2 separate regions of the Mus musculus genome follow, and region 1 is linked to region 2. A link is a contact called in public HiChIP or PLAC-seq data. All regions are on one chromosome and are shown on one strand. The core of a region is the stretch at or near the end of the contact, and the rest is flanking DNA. Distances in the headings are between cores, read along the strand shown.

The links. HiChIP or PLAC-seq counts read pairs in DNA pulled down with a chosen protein or histone mark.
Region 1: an H3K4me3 HiChIP or PLAC-seq map of embryonic basal ganglia shows a contact between it and region 2, with 3 times the contacts expected there. The contact joins two enhancer-like sites. A contact is called at or near these places in 3 of 39 promoter capture datasets (embryonic stem cells, hippocampal neurons and liver), 8 of 15 datasets of contacts at CTCF or cohesin (the G1E-ER4 cell line, the NIH/3T3 cell line, embryonic stem cells and 3 more), 59 of 484 Hi-C or Micro-C datasets (the Ba/F3 cell line, the G1E-ER4 cell line, the HL-1 cell line and 29 more), 13 of 115 datasets of contacts at active chromatin or transcription factors (the HPC-7 cell line, Th17 cells, astrocytes and 4 more) and 3 of 9 other capture datasets (adipose tissue, liver and pancreatic islet).

What each region holds. Positions count from the first base shown.
Region 1 is chr5:73,396,603-73,402,411 of GRCm38.p6, forward strand. It overlaps the pseudogene Gm35960. Among named protein-coding and RNA genes, the nearest start is that of Cwh43, 6.6 kb to the right of the region's middle. Within about 2 kb of position 3,774, at least 75 of the 459 cell types and tissues checked have an H3K27ac peak or open chromatin away from gene starts, as enhancers often do. A contact at or near this core is called in embryonic basal ganglia and neural progenitor cells, where this site is marked.
Region 2 is chr5:73,059,938-73,065,764 of GRCm38.p6, forward strand. Fryl (FRY like transcription coactivator) reads right to left here. Exons shown (of 63, transcript NM_028194.2): 46 at 5,002-5,609; 47 at 4,569-4,666. Among named protein-coding and RNA genes, the nearest start is that of Slc10a4, 56 kb to the left of the region's middle. Within about 2 kb of position 1,719, at least 12 of the 459 cell types and tissues checked have an H3K27ac peak or open chromatin away from gene starts, as enhancers often do. A contact at or near this core is called in embryonic basal ganglia and neural progenitor cells, where this site is marked.

The DNA of each region.
Region 1 (5,809 bases), core at 2,524-5,023, 340 kb after region 2:
TGTTCACCAAACTACAGCTGCTCTCTGATATTTATGGACCCTCTAGACATCTCATTGGGCTTAATTATAGGCCACTCACAGTAATGGCTTTTTAGTAGCAAGGGTGGCTTCATGGTCAGCCATTTTCACCCTTGTGAATGCTGCATTTCTGGCCGAGAATGCAGCACTCACTTTTAAGCTGTGCTGCATCCATTTTTAAACGGCATCAACATCAAAGGCACCATCTGTGCTGGCTGACATCTCAGTTTCAACTTTTGGTACACTGGCAGTCTTCAAATATGCCATCTCAATGTTTTCATCTTCGTCTTCTTCCTCACCACCTGAGGGTTCTTCCTCTGCTTCCTGCGACCATTAAATAAGTGGTTCTGTGTTGAAAGGAATCTCCTTGGGAACCTCCTTTGAGACACATTTCTTCCTTTCTTATTTCCTTCCTTCCTTCCTTCCTTCCTTCCTTCCTTCCTTCCTTCCTTCCTACCTTCCATACTTCCTTCCCTCTTTGCTTCCTTCCTTCTCTCCTTCTTTTCTCCCTTCTCTCCTTCCTTCCTTCCTTCCTTCCTTCCTTCCTTCCTTCCTTCCTTCCTTCCTTCCTTCCTTAGGTTGCTTCTGTTAGGTGTTGTCCCTCATCACTGGGAAGTAACTACCACACTTGGTGTCTCCCTGGGGTCTTGATCCGCTGATGATGACCATTCCTAGAAGGTCTTCCTTCCTCTCATGTCTCCTTTAAGATGCATGAAATCTTGGCGATGAGCTGAGCTTGATGCTATACTACCACACATTCCAGACTACAAAGCAGGTACCGCTGACCTTTTGGTTGTTATGACAACGTCTTAGGAAATGGTATCTTTGTTTCTTGATTTGCTCTCTTATCTTCTCATTAAAGAGAATGTCAGTCAAAACAAGAGGACCCATAGTTTTTACAACTGGTCTTTCTGCCTCAGCGATGACTTCTTTATCAGATGAATTACTAATGCTCTCTCTCTCTCCTCTTTTTTTCAAACAAAATCAAATCAAACAGGATATTGAAATGCTCTTCTATAGTGCTTTCCAAATCATCACTGAGTGTCAGAGCATCTACTTGGTCATTGGTTTCATCCATTTGGTGCCTCTGAGCTGGATCACTTGTGTCCTACTGCCTCTCCCTCCCCCCCCCCATCCTCCTCTTCTTCCATATCGTGTGGAGGAGGACTGATTTCATTTGGTGGTGGAGGTGGGCGACGTGAATCTTAATTCGAGCAGTCTGCATAGTGACAAAAAGTTAGGCGGTCTGCTTATTTGAGAATCACCATGAGTAAATTATATGTTACTAAGCCAAGGGATCATTACACCATTGAAGATCATATGGAAGAGGGTCATCTATTGCCACGAGAAAACATTCTCAATGTATTGGGCAAGCAAGGAAAGCAAACAGCAACTCAGACATCCTCAAGCCAAATAAAGGGAAGCAATCAAAGCTCACGGGGAAAGAGCTGCCCATCAGTTCTGAAGTGGAACATAAGGGACTAGGAGTGCTTGTAAGAAAGAGCTGCAGTGGATTACTCTCTTTGTCCAAACAGTTTCTGCCTCTTTGAGTAGACACTGCCTGAGTTAGTCAGTTTTCTTCTGTTACTGTAACAAATGTTGGAAACAATCCACCTACACAGAGAAAAGGTCTGTTGGAGCTCACTGTTTTCAAGGGTGGAGCCCACAGTCTGGTGACTCCATTGCTTTCAGGCCTGTGGGGAGACAGCGGGGATGCAAGGTGGCCAAATGGAAAGAGGGCTAAAGGGAGATGTTGGGGTTTCAGCACCTATCTTAAGGGTGTGTCACTGTGAGTACAAACCCTCTCACTGGACTTTACCTCTTAGAGGACACATCTAGAGCCACAGGCTGCCTGGCTTGAGAAGGCTAGAGTGTGGGTTTGTCCATTTCTTCCCTTCCCTTCCCTTCCCTTCCCTTCCCTTCCCTTCCCTTCCCTTCCCTTCCCTTCCCTTCCCTTCCCTTCCCTTCCCTTTTCTATTCTTTTTCCTTTCTCTCTTCTTCTGCCTTTCCCATGTCTGTCCTCAGCAGTGGTGGAGACATAACCCAGGTCTTAATGCATGCTGGATGAGTGCTTTGTACTGGTAGCACCCCAAGTCCCTTGGTTCGATGGCTAGGAAGAAAAACCACGTGGTACCTCCATGAGACATGCAGTAGGAGGCTGATTTCTCATCCAGGTTCCAGCTTCACAGTGCCAACTATTGCTGCACCTGACCTGGGATGGTTGTGGGATACCAGGGAGACAGATGTTAGTCATTGCAGACCAGGAACTGATCCCTTTCTCTGGTAGTGTGGATATTTTCATAAACCAAATGAGCCTGAACTGCCATGGTGGTAGTGGAGGAGGTGGTGGAGGTGGAGGAGGTGGTGGAGGTGGAGCAGGTGGTGGAGGTGGAGGTGGAGGTGGAGGAGGTGGGGATGGAGGAGGTGGAGGTGGAGGAGGTGGTGGAGGTGGAGGGGGTGGGAGTGGAGGTGGAGGTAGAGGAGGTGGAGGTGGAGGAGGTGGAGGTGGAGGTGGAGGTGGAGGAGGTGGTGGAGGTGGAGGTGGAGGAGGTGGTGGAAGTGGAGGTAGAGGTGGAGGGGGTGGGAGTGGAGGTGGAGGTAGAGGAGGTGGAGGTGGAGGAGGTGGAGGAGGTGGAGGTGGAGGAGGTGGAGGTGGAGGTGGAGGAGGTGATGGAGGAGGTGGTGGAGGTGGAGCAGGTGGAGGAGGAGGTGGAGGAGGTGGAGGTGGAGGAGGTGGTGGAGGTGGAGCAGGTGGAGGAGGAGGTGGAGGAGGTGGAGGTGGAGGAGGTGGTGGAGGTGGAGCAGATGGAGGAGGAGGTGGAGGAGGTGGAGGTGGAGGTGGAGGAGGTGGTGGAGGTGGAGATGGAGGTGATGGAGGAGGTGGAGGAGGAGGTGGTGGAGGAGGTGGAGGTGGATGGTTCTTCTCAGCACACCTCTTTAAGGAAGAGCTTTTCTTATTCTCACCAGGAGATCAGATCTTTATCACAACAGGCAGTGTTAGGTAATGCCAGAGATCCTCGTTTTACGATAAAACGAAAAACAGTCTCATCGTGTTCTGACTGAACTCCGCGTGGTCATGCTCTATAAAACGAGGGGACAGAGGGGACGAGGAAGCAGCTGGCACGACTGTGAGGGACTTCATTCATTTCCAGGTAATGTAAGAATGTCAATGACAGCTTCAGGGTGGAAAAGAGATCCCACCAAAAAAGTGAGGTGCTAAGGCCTTTGGAATTTAAATATGAGCCAAACCTATTATAAATATGAAAATGGAGGTAGTAGTTGCAATGGCAAGCTGACATCATTGCATGCACACTGTGCAGGCGAGGCTGAGCATGGCTTTATCAGTATCCAAATAACTCATATCCTGTGTGTTGGGTGTAAACATTTTATAATCTCTGTAATTAAAAAGCAATAAGATTGGTGGAGAGCCAGGTAATTAAAACTTCCTATGAGCCCTCTATTGATCATATGATTTCCTAGTAAGGAAATTAGAAGCAGCTTCATAATTAACTCGCTATGGATACATTAACTCAACTCCACATTAAAGGGGCACAGGAGAGCCTCAGGAGCCTCGGGGAACTTTCCCACTGTGCCATGCAGGACCAGACTGGAAACGCAGAACAGTCTAGAGTGGGATGCTGCTCTCTCTGGAGACTGATGGGGGCCGATGATGAAACCCTTCCTTGTATGCCGAGTGCTGGTGTGGAATCTGTAGTTGGGAGAATGCCAACGAGATTACAGAAAGCCTCAAGAAGGCAATTAAAATACTCTCAGGACAGAGCTGTCACTGTTAAGTTGCCAGCCTTGTCTCTAAGACCTCCCCTGCACTAGGCCAAACATCATGGCAGCTTAACAAAAGACCTCCCCCTCCACCCCCCCCAGTATTGTGAGTTCTGTGAACACCACAACCGGCACCACACTGAAGGCCTTAGCTTTTTATCTATTTAAACCTCAAAATAAGTCTCTATAAAGTAGACTTTTGTAGCAGAGATGGATAGCTGCTCACCAAGATCTCCCGTCATCGAAGGACTGCATTTTCCAGACACACCTATGGTGAGCTGCAGTCAGAGTGCTAAAGAAAATGAAGTAAGACAGAAGGCCAATTGCAACAAAAGCAAGTTAGATACTGAAAAAGAAACTAACTTTATAATGGACTAGCAAAGCACTGCACAGACACACACTCTCAATTAGACCTGTGTGGTTTTTGTTTCCAGCATATGAAAACTGCTCTTCCGTTGTCAACTGGACTGGACTCAAGAGCCACCCAGGAAAGTTTACCTCAAGGAGTGTCCACGAGGGTGTTTCCGAGGTTTAAATGGGGAGGGAAGACTCACCCTAAATGTGGGCGGCACTGTCCCCTGGGCTCTACTCCTTTTTTTTAGATTTATTTATTATTATACATAAGTCCACTGTAGTTGTCTTCAGATGCACCAGAAGAAGGCATCAGATCTCATGGATGGTTGTGAGCCACCATGTGGTTGCTGGGATTTGAACTCAGGACCTTCGGAAGAGCAGTCGGTGCTCTTACCACAGTGAGCCATCTCACCAGCCCTGGGGCTCTACTCTTGGACTGAATAGAAAGGAGAAAGGGAGGAAGGTGCCCTTTTGTTTCTTTCTGCTTCCCGACTGTGCATGCAGTATAGCAGGAAGACCTTCCCTGTTGCCAGACCTCTCCTGCCGTCGTGGACTGTACCCTTAACTTCAGATTATCAGCCCTAGTAAACCTTTCCTTCCTTTCTTCAGTTGCTTTTGCCAGGTACAGTGAGAAGTGCAATCAATCCAGAGAGAAACAGGGAGGCACCCAGGCAGGAGAGTGCAGGGTCTGATGTCTTTTCTTCATTTGCTGGCGTTCAGACTGCAGCCTCGCCCAAAACACTTGAAAGTGTTTTGGAGATCCTCACCCTATGTGATTCATGAACTTAGCATCCCGTGGGCAGGGAAGTGCTGCCAGCACACTGACAGTCGGGAAGTTGCCAGTCACAAGTTAATTTTAGAAGTGTCATCTACTCTATGAGAAACTGGATTCACCAACCCACTTCCTTCTCCACCTATATGAACCCCCCCCCCCGTAACCTCTAAGCCACTCTCAGTCACTTTCAATTTGCCTACTCAGAATATTTCTCGTAAACAGGATTGTACAATTTTTTTTTTAATGACTGGCTCCTTTCTCTTAACACAGTGTCTAGAGTGAACTGTGCCATCGTATGTAGCAATACCTTTTCATTGCTGAATGCTGTTCTATTGAATGTAAATAACACTATAATCAGGGCTTATGCATTTGGACTGCTTCTCTTTAGGGCTGTTAGAAGCACTGCTGCTTCAAGCATCTGTGCATGGGGTTTGTACATTGCCCGCCCCCCCCATACCTATACCTTGGAGTGCAATGGTTGGCTCATACAGTACCTCTGTATTTAACTCTTTGAGGAACCGATAGAACGTTTTCCAACATAGCTGCACCACGTTCTGCCCCCTCCAGCACAGTCTTCACATCCTTGTCAACATGTTAGCATCCGATTTTTTAAAAAATAAAAAAATCAGAATTCCATAGTGAGTGTGAAGTGAATTTCTCCTATGTAATTATCTTTAACATTGATGTTCACTGAGCTGCTGTGTATCTTTCTGGTGATGGTGGTGGTGGTGGTGGTGGTGGTGGTGGAATTTCTTTCATTTCTTTTGTTTATCTTAAACATTAGTTGTTGTTGTTTTAACTTTTGCCTTCTAAAGGCTCATATTACTCAGTTTGGCTTTGGACTCGCTACATAGCTGAGAATGACCTTGAAATCCTTGTCCT
Region 2 (5,827 bases), core at 469-2,968:
GACTGATGTGCCAGCACTTGTCTGGGTTTTACACTGGATGGTGTTTACAGTCTATAACATGGTCTCTGGTGAACGGCCGTCTATGGGTACATAAGCCCTACTCTTGACTTTCCGTCTGTCTTGTCGAATCCCAAAGCGCTCTGGTGCCCAAGAGCCTAAAAGCAGGCAGGCTCTACCTGAGATTCTCAGGCTGCTTCAGGGCTGCTGTGTCAGGGCATCTCATGGACTAGTTACTGCTGACAGTCCCAACCTGTGTGACAGTCACAGGACCACACTGGAGCTGTGGTATGCCCACTGGTAGCAACCTGCACACCGGCCATCTGACTGCTCCTCAGGAAATTATCTAAGTGCCGAGTTCCTTGGCCAGTCCTGGTGGAAGCCAAACTTTCCAGGAGCAGGTTGACACAGAGCTATGGAATGGGGAATGGCCTTTGCAAGGGGAGGGGGGGTTACTGATTAAATTCATATTCTTAGTTCCTTTATTCCCTGGGTGACTAGTGAAGATGTCTTTTAGCCTCTTCTGGAGATGCTATAACAAACTAGAACTGGAAAAGGGCCTTCGCATATATATATATATATATATATATATACACACACACACACACATATATATACACACACATATATATATATACACACACATACACATACATACACACACACATATACACACACATGTATATATATATACATATATACGTGTATATATATGCATATATGTGTATGTGTATATATATGTGTATATATGTGTGTATGAATGTATGTATGTGCTACATGTCTGTATATATGTATGTACAAACATATATGTATGTATATATGCATGCATGTACATGTGTATGTATCATGAAGACCAGCCTTGTCATACTGTCTATTTCAGTTTTCTTCTTTTCATTTTTCAAGAGTGTTCTTCCATTTACTCCTAATGTGTTATATCCGTTTCCACAACTGCCTACAGCATTTAGTAAAGAGAAATGTTGCCTCTGAAATATACACATATTTAACTATTTATTTAACTAATCTAATAGTTCAGAGGACAACTGATAGACTTGAAGGGCCTTAAGTCCATCTCTCTGCCATTATCCATGCTGGAGATATAAAGGCATGCATGTATGACTGCAGAAAATGCCAATGCAGTACCCGAAATCATTTAATAATGATTTTCAACTATCTAATCCATTATCCATAAAGCCAACCATGAGAAGATGGGGGGAGGGGAACCTTGGTTTCTCATTTCTATTTCAACCAAGACTAACCTAATGAACTATTTAAAAGTCATATAATCTTATAACTTCACAATGACTGTTTATATCCTTGCTAGAAAACTTTCTTGAACGATAAAACGGTCTTTGGAGATTTTTGTTTGTTTTTGAGCCCTGTTATGTAGCCCAGGCCAGCCTTGAACTCACTGGGATTACAGGTGTATGCCATCACCTCTGGCTGTACAAACTAAGTTCTTACGAAAGGGTACTTTTTCCTCAACAATAAATGTTAAACATTTATCTTTGAAATGGGAGAGGACTCCTGGGCAATATAAAAAAGAAAATGTCTTAAGAATAAATTTTGACACTTAGAAACATCAGGTTAAAATACAATCCAGTGACTTAAAAAAAGAATAAATGTCTGTAACAAACTTTTTGGCAAGGTTCCTGCCATAATGAAAGCGCGTTCGTTGCCTGGCCCAAGTGAGCTGCTGAGCTCTCCGTGGGCGCAAACAGAGATCCAGGGATATTTGCATAATGAGGAAGCACATAATAGCAGAAAATTACTCTCAACAGTTCCAAGTGAGAGAATAAATTGAGGAAATCAATTTAACCCACAGCCCGCAGGTTTCTAAAAGCACACACAGAGGGAGCCATCCGGTGCTACAGTGCAGGAGAAAGCCCACTTCAAAACAATTTAGCAATCACAGAAAGCCTAATTTGGATTCTTAGAAGAAAAAAAATGATAAATCACAGGGGACTTCCTGTGTCCTGATGAGGTCAGGACACCAGCAGCTCTATCTTCAGGGGCTGTGACATCCTTCAGGCCGGGCTGGGCTTCTCAGTGGGTTGGCTACTGTTCCGGCTGCACCTTAGATGCTTCTGTTTTCCTATTTGAGCTTTTTGTTCCCTTAAAAACTCCAATTAAGCCAATATATAGTTTCCCCTCATGTCTTCTTTCAAGCTCCTCAGCGGGGGGGTGGGGAGAGACCTTGTTTGTATTTTCCTAACGATGCATAATTGGAATATTAAAGTGAAAGCCATTTTTAAAAAATTTTATATCATCTTAAATCCTCGTCAGTGAAAATGCTACATATTTTAGGCAGATATTTTCCAAAATATCCTTTCATTTCAAACCATCAGTTTTCTGTCAAATTCTTAACGTTCTATTGAACTTATTAAGAGAAATCAAGAATAAGAATCCTTGTGCCATCTTTTTCTACTACCATATACACTTCTCTATTTCACTCCATTTCTTTATTTACTGTGTGAGTGTGTGGAGGTCAAAGGACACCTTGCAGGAGTTGGTTCTCTCCTTTTACCCATGTAGGGATCGAACTTAGGTTGTGCAGGTCGGAGGCAAGTGCCTTCTCCCACTGAGCCATCCTGCCAGCTCAGGATTTTAGATTTTATTTTTTTCTTTTTTCTCATTCTGTAGCCAAGGCTGGCTTGGAACGTACCATGTAACCCAGCTGGCCTCAAACTCACGACAAAATTCCTTCTCAGCCTCTAGAGCACTGAGGTCACAGCCGTGAGCCACCCTGCTGGTTTACCATGTTTAAGAAATTAGGATATGGTTCTGTTAACCATGACAAGCTAAGTGATCTACAATTGGCTGTTTAAGAATCTCTTCATAGTTAATAAATTGTAATAAATTTAGAAATTCAAGTAGGGAGAGACTCAATGCCATACTTTAATACACCTTTTATCTTTTCTGATTTGTTTTTAAAGGCAGGGTCTCACTCCACCCCTTGGCTGTCCTATAACCCCCTGGGGATACCGGGGCACCCTTCACTTGAGATGATCCTTCTTCCACAGGCTCGTGCCACCCTGACCAGCTCTCTGTATTTTCTCGTCCTCTGTATTATCTGGCAGGGTAACGCTAAGGCTCTCCCTTCCTGCTGACGTGTTTTGTTGCTGCGTAGCGCTCTCTATGGCTCTGCACTCAATGGCGTCGTACCTGACAACAGGACGTTCCCTTCACTGGGCTGTACCTGCTGCTGGCCTCTTCCCTTCCTGTGCTGCTCCTGAACTGAATCACTGATTATAAGAAAAGGCAGTTTACTTATTCCTCTCTGGGAACTTTCCGGCTTTCCCTCCTGGGGTTCTAGTTTGCAGCTGTCCTTCACTGCCTCCTCCCCGATCGAGTCGCGTCGTTCACTGCGGGCTGTGTATTCTTTTTAAACGTAGCTACCTTTTATTTGTAATTGTATGTTTGAAGTTTGAAAACTTCTCCCTCCAAGGAACAACGGCTGACGCACACAGATTCATACATGTATAAATAGGAATCTCATCTTTAAAAAGCTATTCAGACAGGAAATTATTAAAAGTATAAAATGTCAATCATACTTTATGACATTAGGAGACATACGTTTCCAACACCTTAACAGATGATATAAAAATAGCTATACTACTGCTTTCGGAACTGTGCGGTGGGAAGGAAAAATAAGGGGGCAGAGAGAAAAGACAAAAGAAAGGGTTAAAAAGAAAAAAGTAGAAAGGATTTTAAGAAACTCAAGATATACTATGGCTTGTCTTTTGGGGGACTCTGCACAGGTAGTTTTCTCCTTTAATACTTCTATTTAATTTGTGTGCGTGTACGCATGCTATATGTGTGTGGGGGCTGGGAAGTGAGCTCAGGTCTGTGTGCATGTGCACATGCTATAAGTGTGTGGGGGCTGGGAAGTGAGCTCAGGTCTGTGTGCATGTGCACATGCTATAAGTGTGTGGGGGCTGGGAAGTGAGCTCAGGTCTGTGTGCATGTGCACATGCTATAAGTGTGTGGGGGCTGGGAAGTGAGCTCAGGTCTTTGGCAAGAGCAGCAAGGGCTCTCTTAACAGATGAGCATCCCCCCAGCTTTCTGCACATGCAATTTCCTCTGCCCAGCAAACTTCAGTTCCTGGTCCCCTCGTAGCTTCTCACTCAGGAATTTCACTTTGGTGGTTCCTGTTTGATCATCAGTCCAAGCCTAGACAGGCCCTCCTCTAGAGACCTCTGCTGTCTGTGACCTAGAGGCTCTGTTCCCACTGCCTGGAGCCTCACCGGACTCTAGGCTGGCTTCTGCTTCCATGCCTGTGTCCCCGCTCCATGGCCCGTGAGGATGGCAGCCCAGGGCCTGGTCTGGCTTTGCCAGTAAATAAATGAATGAAAGACAGACAGACAGAGTCGTAGAGAAGAAAAGTAGGAAAAGGAGCAGAAAAAGACTCAAGACTCAGGAGGGTCACTGTAATTTGATATTTTTATTCACTGGCTTTGCTGTAGCTCCTTGTGATGGACAGAATAAACATTAGAGGCAAAGTTCCGGAAGAGAGGACCTGCCGGGCAGGACAGCGCCTGCCCGCAGGGACCGGGCCTTTCGCATTTGCTTACCTTTGCTATCCGGCTAGCTGTCTCTTTGCAAAACTGAGTTGGGCTGTCAAAATGCTGGATTAGGTGAGGCAGTAAGCAGAGGATGTTAAGAGGAAAGCCTACGGTGGGGGGGAAAAAGCAAACAAGAACCAACTTTATTGCACAATATTTAGAAAGCTAAAAGGCAGGTTTAAATGGTCTACAGAAATTCAGTTTTATGTGGTATCTGATCCTATAAATTTTTACCAGATAATTCATCTAACATGAAAAGTTGTTGTTGTTGTTGTTGATATTTATTATGATGATGATGATGCAGAAATTAGCAATTTCTAGGCCGAGGATGGAGCTCAATGGCTGTATGTCTGCTTAGCATTGGCAGGAAACTAGGTTCAATCTCCAACCCCCCAGGGCACACCCTGAAAAGGTAAGGATAGTAACAGACTCTCAACATCACCTGACACCTGGGACGGATCCACCAGTGTGTGTTTGGAGACGGAAATGAGCTGACTGAGGAGGTGCACGGTCATCTCTTGGGTAGACACTGAGGTAAAGCCCTTAAGGAAGAGCTGCTGAAGGCCGGGGAAGTTACTCCATTTCAACTTGCTCTGTACGTTCTCGATCTTCTCCCGGCTCTCTGACTTATCCAGAGGCAAGTGGGTGAGCAGTTTGCTCAGAAGCCTGAGAGCCAGGAGGTATTCATATTCATAGTCGGATTCTAACAGAGATGTTGCTATCCAAAAGATGGTGGCCATCAGGTTGCTCGGCTCCGTCGGGGGCTGCGTGTCGTACACACCTTTCTCTCTCAGCGAGGAAAGGCTTCGAGTCCTCGCCAAGCTACCACCGTGGTTTATCCGTCCATCCGTTATGTCCAGTGTGTTACTCCGCCGCCGGTCACCTCTGCGGTCACCAACTAGACTTAACCTCAAAGAGTTACTTCTTGTGTCCCCGTTGCATCCCAAATGGCCGCTGCTGTTAATGGGACTTGTGCTTAGATTGAGCTGGCCAGTGCTTTTCCTGTTAGCTGCATACTTGTTTCCCATGACAGGATCGTGGTATGAGGATCTAAAAAACCAAAGAAAGAAAAGAGATGGAGGGGGCTGGGGAGATGGCTCAGTAGTTACGAGCACTGACCACTCTTTCAGAGGTCCCCCGAGTTCAATTCCCAGTAACCACATGGTGGCTCACAGCCATCTGTAATGGGACCTGATGCCCTCTTCTGGTGTGTCTGAAGACAGCTACAGTGTACTTATATAAATAAACCTTTAAAAAAAAATACCTGT